Linked DNA regions of Mus musculus: region 1 is linked to region 2. A link is a contact called in public Micro-C data. All regions are on one chromosome and are shown on one strand. Each heading gives the region's core, a stretch centred on a gene start, on an enhancer-like site or on the middle of the called end of the contact. The rest is flanking DNA. Distances are from core to core; before and after follow the strand shown. Region 1 holds the start of Pnpla8 (patatin-like phospholipase domain containing 8). Region 2 has its middle 11 kb from the start of Dnajb9.

Region 1 (3,702 bases), core at 523-3,022, 71 kb after region 2:
TGGGAAAACACATGATCATTTTGCAATTCTGAAAGATAACTTTCCCTGCAGAAGAGACTGGGTTAGAGGTTAGTTACAAACTGTAGAACCAGTTTATGTGAGACTGACATACAGCAAGCTCTACACTAAGGAAAAAGGAGGGCGAGAGCACAGAGCTGAAGAAATTGTAAGAGATGGTAAAGGAAGATCCATTAAGCTTTATTTCTGATTAGAGGTAAAATTACTGACAAGGGAAGGAGAGGAGGAATTGACAGTTGCATGGAAATTTCTAACATAGGAAGAAAATCTGGGTATATTATCTAACTTAAGGAATTACATTATTAAACATTAGAAACAAAGGGAGAAGGCATGGTGAGTTACTGACTGCTTGACCAAGATTTAGTTAGGTTCCTTTTATGACTTTTCACAGTACCTGTCATCTTTTGGCCTCTGCCTTGGACCTATCTAAGTCCAGTGTTAGGAGGAATCGTCTAAGTTGATATGAAATTAATCCCCACTCTTGGTATCTGGTCATTCTCATCTTCTCTCACCAAGAATCTGCTTCTTTTCAGCAAGAATGTCTGTTACCTTTGACGTGATGTCATTTCTTAGTAATCTTCCATCCAATGACCACCCCCTTTGCCTACTGTTCTAAACTCTACTCTTTGTTGTGTCAGAACCTGGAGCTGACAGCTCACTATGGTAATAGTTCTGACCTTCTACCATTTCAATAGTGTCAGGGTATTTTAATATTAGTAAATTAATAATAAAAAAATCAAGAGCTAAAGTTATTTCCAAGCCTTTCTTAATTTTTGGAGTACATATTTGAGCTGTTGTGAGGCTATTTAACAGCTAATACACTGCTAGGGTTTACCAGACAGTATGGTAGACACAACCCAATATCATGTGTTAACCAAATGCCTAGTATGCTCATTTACTCTTTTTTCTTTTTTTTCTTTAATTTTTAGGGGAAAGAAACGTCAAGGTCTCCTCATGTAGCCTGCTCTCGCCTCGAGTTTATAGGCCTACTACATTTTTTACCTTTGTAATGTTTAACCTCTGTAATCCAAAGCCCCTTAATTAAAAACTGTCAGTGAATCTGGCAGCACATGTAATGCCCTTCCTAAAGGGCTTTACAATCATTTTCATTTTAAGGGCTGGCCCTCTGCTACTCTTGAAGGTGAACACTGAGGTCCTAATCTGATGGTCTAGTTAACTAGATAGCACTAGACCTGTGGCGGGTTGTAGTTTGCCTCCCTGGTATACAAAAATTTCAACGTGTTGATTACAAGACCATCAAAGGGGTAGTACACGCTAACTCCCACAAGATGGTATATGACAAAGAGCTTTTAAGTTGACAGACCCCGTAGCTGTTCTAGAAACAAAGAGGAGGTATCACCACAGCAGGATCACAGGGTCCAGCCAGGCTGCTCACATCCAGGCTGCGGTTAAAGCGGTTCCCTGGAACCTAGGCAACACAGCGCGCGCAGAGTCTTCTGGCACGCTCAGCCCAGCTGAACTTATTTCTGAACTATTGGTAACCCGCAAGCAAGCAACCAGGCACTCTACTCTGAGACAGCGCTGAGATTAAAAGCCATTGATCTCCGCCTAACCGTCACAACAGATCATAAAAGTAGCACTTGCCCCTTCCGAAGCGGTGCCTCTCCCAAGCACTCAGCTCCAACAAACTCCCCGCCCCTCCCTCTCTCCACAGCCACGCCCTATTACGTAGGCTTAGGAGGGCAGAAGGCAGAAAAACAGGCCCTAGAGCTTGCGTCACTTCCGCTGGGGGCGGGGCGTAGCGGTGGGTGGTGCTGGTCACGCCAGTGTTTGGGGTCCGGGCGCCGCAGCTGCGAGCAGGCCGGGCGGGCCGATGCGGACCTCAGAGCTGGCGGGAGGCGAGTGGCGGCCGCGGCGCCCGTGACTACTGCCTGCGTCCCGGTGAGTGGCCGGAAGGCGGCGGGGTGGCAGGTGGCCTCCGTGGCGTGGGCGCTTCGCCGGGCTCTCCCGCGGGCGTTTCGGAGGCCCGATACGCAGGCCTCGGGGTCCTGGCGGGCGCTTGGCCCCGACGCCCCGATGCCGCGGGCGTGGCCGCCGGGTGTTTTGGTTGGTTGCGCCCCGCCCCCGCCGGTGGTCCCGCCCAGCCCCTCTCTGCAGTGGCACGCCGGGTCCTGAATGGGCTGTTCTCTGGCAGATCACTGGAGACGCGACGTTTTCTCTGATCTACCTCGACCTTGACTGGGCAGCGTGTGCTTTGTGTTTTGGTGGCTGGATATTTTTACTTCTCAGCGATTTGCTTTTTCTTCCCGTCCTATCCCAGTGCGCTGTTGCTTAAGCAGAACCAGATGCGCGTCCCTTTTAAAAGATGAAAAAAACTGTATGAGTCAGCAGGTTGCAGAGCCTCTTGTCACTGTCATTTCTGTCATGATGCTGGGGGCGGGGCGGGGGGTGGTACGACCAGTTTTCACGCCCATTACAGCAATAACTTTAAAGAAAAGTGACCTTCAAGGAATATCTTAGGAGATAGATGTGACATAAGCGGCTATCCTAGAATGCATTTAAAATTACCATTTTCATTTCCAAGTTGTATTATGGACCGAATTCCTGATTGTCAAAAATATATTTCAGGTTCTCAAGGCGGTTCATTACCACAAGGAAATGGGAAGAATGTTTTTAAAAAGTGAGGATTATTATAAAAGTACATAAGAGTGAATTGAAAAGCTTATGTTTTAGTGAAGCAGTCAGTTGTACCAAATTCCATATAGCTATTTTGTGAAATTCGGTATGCATATTAGATGAATCTCCAATATAAAGACCTCGCTTCATAGTTTTTGCTAATTGTTCTATTCTCTATCTTGTTTTGTATTTCTCCATCTAATTTTAAAATCTTGGTAACAGTGGCCCTCTTCATAATGATGTCAGATTAGTGAAAAGGTCAGCTGCACTAGTCTATATTAATACATCCATACTTTCCCATGCAGAATTGATACAAGAACAGTCTGTACTTGAAGTTGTTTTTTTCAGCCAGTAAAGATGGGATTTGTTACTTTATTTGGGGCACATAACGTTTGTGCAAAGGTCAGAGCTAGACTCTTGTTTCACCTCCAGTTCCAACTCACTCCCAATCGCTTGTATTTTATTCGGTTTACTATCCTTTGCTTTTAAGAGGATCCTTTCCTTCAGTGCTTCCTGGTTTGCTTGAGTGCTTTTCTTCCTGTTCCTAACTTTGGGTACCACTCAAAGTTCTATCCACATTGTTCTCCTCAAAACAAATTTAACTTTTTGAAACCAAAGTCATACATAAATATCCTGAAATGTCAAGGAAATTATAGGGTGCATTTATTTGTAGCTGAGCATTTTAAAAAAGAAAGAAGCTTATTTTTGTTAAGTCCTGGGTATCCAAATACTGCAGGCCATCTCATTTGGCCTTGAGGGTCCAGTTGTTATTGTGTTGCATTTTGTCATACATAAATGTAGTCTCTCTATTTCTATTTCAGTGCCCTGTCATTACTGCATTCTGTAAATATGGAAGAAAATATAGTTTCTTCTATGTTAAGCTGACCCCTTTCCAGGTCTTTCATATTCACAAGTGGCATTTTCACTCCATGTCTGATTTGAAAACTTAAGAGTTTTCTTGACAACTTCTCCTTAACAAGTCCTGTTTTTTTTTTTTAATTATTTTTGTCTTTAATATGTGTAGATGTATGTGTGTGTTTATAGTTA
Region 2 (3,996 bases), core at 327-2,826:
TGTGCCCACTCCTCCAAATAATAAATAAAGGTTGCATAATAATAAATACAATGAGATTTCATAATTACACTAAAAGGAGAAAGCGACTTGGGCCAATTTTGTGTTCAAGGAAAAACATTTAGTCCCAAGGGTAAAGTCACAGATATGCACTATGATAAGGCAAGGCCATACAGAAACTGTTACTTTAACAAGTTAAAAAAAAAAAACTTTTAACAAGTATATTATAATGACACATTGCTTTGAACTTAATGTCAACATCCTTCTGTAACTCCCATTCCTTTTAACATTTTATCTTTGAGGTAATTTTCTAGGGAACTTTTGTGTAAAGAAGGAGGTATAAAAGACCAGAGAAAAGAAATACACACACACACACACACACACACACACACACACACACACATACAAGTGTGTTTGTCTGTTTGTCTATATGTTTGTGTGTAGGGTATATATGTATGCATGTAGGCATGCATGAATACTTGTAGGGTTGATTGACAGACAGTTGGGCCCAGCTAGAGTGTGGGTGTATGAATGTTTGAATGTATATGTGCCTGTGCATATTTGCCTGTACAAAGCATCTTTCCTTTCTCTCTGGTTCATAAAGAGTTAACCAGCTTAACCAGAGAGGCTAAGAAAGTAAGAAAGAAAGGTGCAGTAGCAATAAATCCTTTCACTTAATCCCCTGCTGTTTTATGATGAGGTGCTAAACAGTTTCTCACCTCAGAGGAACTCACAGAAGGCAGGTCAGCTACTGTAGCAAAGGGACTTAGACTTAAGATAGGTAATGTTTTATTATTATACAATAACCCTAAGTATCTGGTAAGACTAAGTCTTACCTCTCCGATGCCTCAGAAAGAACCAAACAAGAAAGAACAGCCTGGGCTGGTCCCCAGCACTCTAGATTCTCCATCTTCCTAATTCTGTGACCCTTTAATACCCTCGTGACCCTCGTGTTATGGTGACCCACCACCATAAAATTGTCATTGCTACTTCATAACTATAATTTGTTACTGTTATGAATTGTAATGTAAATATCTGATATGCAACCCCTGTGAAAGTGTAATTTGAACCCCAAAGGGGTCATAACCCACAGGTTTAGAACCACTGCCCTAGAGAAACAAAACAGATAGAATATGAATAAATTTGTATTGATAGAATATATATAAATAAACATACATTGAAGGGACTGAGGTAGCAGAATAAACTCCATTTTGTTTTTAAGAGTCTATGTTAACTTGCCTTTAGAGAGGCATGGCCCCCACCCTTGAGGTCTGAGAAAAATCAGGAAATGTCCCTGGCAGTTGCAAAATAGACACAGCAGCTGCAGCTAGCTGATAAGAGTGAGCTAAGAAAACATAAGTCGTTCCCAGGTCAAGACTCTCCTTTTTGATCCATGTTCCCTCCTTGTGGTTTAATCAGGTCCTATAAACCAATTAGCTTAAAAGCCAACATTTCTTTTTCCTCTCATTAATTCCAATGCTTCTGGGTTTTCCTTAATAAACCCTCTTTCCTAGATCCTGGGGCCACTCTCCTATCCTGTTGCATCAGGAAGGTTCATGGCCCGAGCTTCAGCTCGAATACTCTCATATGCTTGCATCAGAGTTGTGGTTCCTGATGATCTCAGGGGTTCTTGCAGTCAGGGCACAACCATATCAATGGGGATTTATTAGAGCATCTTACAGACTGTGATCCAGCTAGCTCAACAATGGCTGTCTCCCAGGGGAAAGGCCAAGCTGTTGAGCCCACGTGGCTAGATGCTTCAGCTAGTTCTCAGTATACTTTGGAATCCTGAATTAAGGTCCTAAATCCATCACCCTAAAACCAGAGAAGGAATCCCTCAGCACCGGGATCTATGAACTTGCCAATGAAAATGAGGGCAAACAGGCAGAAACCAAAAGTTTCCTTCTTCCAGGTCCTTTATATATAAGCTGCCTTGAGAAGGTATAGCTCAGTTTCAGGGAGGACAATCAGAGCTCAGATTAAGATGAACTCACGTGATCTGGATTTAAGGTGAGTCTTCCTACCTTAAATCATACAGTTAACTAAAAATCCTTCACAGGTGTGTCTAGTAGCATGAGTTTTTAGTTAATTCTAGATATAATCGATTTGACAACCAATAATAGAATAGTCATCTATTATGTGTCTCCAAGGGAGTCCCAGAATAGATGAGCATCCTAGAAGCGCTAAGAAGCCCACTATCTTAGTCTGTTCAGACTGATGTAACAGAATTCCTCGGCCTGGGAGGCCTATAAAAAGAAGATGTGTTTCTTACAGCCCTGGTAACTGAGATGTCTAAGAAGGCATGGGAAGACTTTCTGCCCCCCTGAGGCACTCTTTCTGGCTCAGAGGCAGGGTCTTCTTGTGTTGGTCAGAGTAGCCACATTCCTAAGATGATGACAGCATAAGAGTGCATTTCCTTTAGATCAGAATGAATCTTGACTCAGTCCCAAAGGTCTTGCAAGGTCTATGGATGTTTGGCTCCTTTGGTTTTGGGATTGCACCATGGTAAAAAGTACATAGTAGAGCTGAGCTGCTCACTTCACAGCAGTAGAGGGAACTGGTGTTAGAACTAAGCAGCAAGTCCCAAAGAGATCACAACATGCAGCAGGTCTCACCTGGGAGGTTTGTTGAGAGGGGAAAGAGACAGGCCCTGGGACAGGGTGGAGAGAAAAGGGGGTGCAGGAAGAACGAGGCTTTTATTGGGCCTGTGATGCATTTGTAAAAGGACATGGGACAAGGGCCGTGGCACACGTGCAAAGGATCAACGCTGTCACCTCTTCAGCTAGGTCCCCCGAGAACTGGCTGTAAAGATACCTGATTGGAGTGAAGTCACTTCTAGATGTCCCTAGATGTGCCTGATTGCCAACAGTTGGGGCAAGGTGCTGTCTTTCCAGGGCATATCCCCACTATAGCCTACTCTTAATAATGCCATGTTATGCATCAAGAATTTAAATCTATCAAGCAAATAATCCATCAATTAAGCTAATCAAATTTCGATGGCACCACCAGCTAAGGACCAAGCCTTTTTAAGCTTTTTGGGAAAACATTTCATATACAAACCCTATTACTGTAATCTCACTTGAGAATGGTCCCGTGAGTGTTCTCCCTGCCCCTACTTTCTCTTTCCCTCCCTCCTTACTTCTCCCCTTCCCTCTACCCCACCCTGTCATTTTTTTATAGAGGTACCAAGAGAACTCCGATGTCTTTTTTGTTTGTTTGGTTGGTTGGTTGGTTGGTTGGTTTTGGTTTTCGAGACAGGGTTTCTCTGTATAGCCCTGGCTGTCCTGGAACTCACTTTGCAGACCAGGCTGGCCTCGAACTCAGAAATCCGCCTGCCTCTGCCTCCCGAGGGCTGGGATTAAAGCTCATTGTACTGGCTGGTTTTGTGTCAGCCTTGACACAGGCTGGAGTTATCACAGAGAAAGGAACTTCAGCTGGGGAAATGCCATAAGATCCAGCTGTGGGGCATTTTCTCAATTGGTGATCCAGGGGGGAAAGGCCCCTTGTGGGTGGTGCCATCTCTGGGCTGGTAGTCTTGGGTTCTATAAAAAAGCAAGCTGAGCAAGCCAGGAGAAGCAAGCCAGTAATAGCATCCCTCCATGGTCTCTGCATCAGCTCCTGCTTCCTGACCTGCTTGAGTTCCAGTCCTGACTTCCTTTGGTGATGAACAGCAGTGTGGAAGTGTAAGCTGAATAAACCCTTTCCTCCCCAACTTGCTTCTTGGTCATGATGTTTGTGCAGGAATAAAACCCTAAGACACTCATATATCTAAATACCATCATCTAGAGGGTGAGGTTCTCAGCATAGGAATTTTGGAGGAAGAGAAACCTCTGAGCCTCAGTACTCGCCTGTAGAGAAGCATAATGTAAATGTAATAGGATTTGAATACTGAAAACTTATTTGGATTTTTTTTTTCGAGACAGGGCTTCTCTGTGTAGCCCAGGCTGTCCTTGAACTCAGAAATAGCCCTGCCTCTACCTCCCAAGTGCTGGGATTAAA

Evidence for each region. A called contact is a pair of places that touch in the nucleus more often than the background predicts.
Region 1: a contact with region 2 is called in a Micro-C map of the G1E-ER4 cell line, with 2.8 times the contacts expected there. The contact joins the promoter of Pnpla8 here to the enhancer-like site in region 2. A contact is called at or near these places in 15 of 39 promoter capture datasets (the 3T3-L1 cell line, 3T3-L1-derived adipocytes, the C10 cell line and 12 more), 2 of 15 datasets of contacts at CTCF or cohesin (the NIH/3T3 cell line and large pre-B cells), 57 of 484 Hi-C or Micro-C datasets (B cells, the Ba/F3 cell line, the C2C12 cell line and 42 more), 27 of 115 datasets of contacts at active chromatin or transcription factors (the 230-238 cell line, CD8 T cells, bone marrow-derived dendritic cells and 19 more) and 5 of 9 other capture datasets (adipose tissue, bone marrow-derived macrophages, liver and 2 more).

What each region holds. Positions count from the first base shown.
Region 1 is chr12:44,267,382-44,271,083 of GRCm38.p6, forward strand. It overlaps Pnpla8 (patatin-like phospholipase domain containing 8), which reads left to right and starts at 1,773. Exons shown (of 10, transcript NM_026164.2): 1 at 1,773-1,920.
Region 2 is chr12:44,196,740-44,200,735 of GRCm38.p6, forward strand. No RefSeq gene overlaps it. Among named protein-coding and RNA genes, the nearest start is that of Dnajb9, 11 kb to the right of the region's middle. Within about 2 kb of position 1,577, at least 31 of the 459 cell types and tissues checked have an H3K27ac peak or open chromatin away from gene starts, as enhancers often do. A contact at or near this core is called in the Ba/F3 cell line, the G1E-ER4 cell line, the HPC-7 cell line and 6 more, where this site is marked.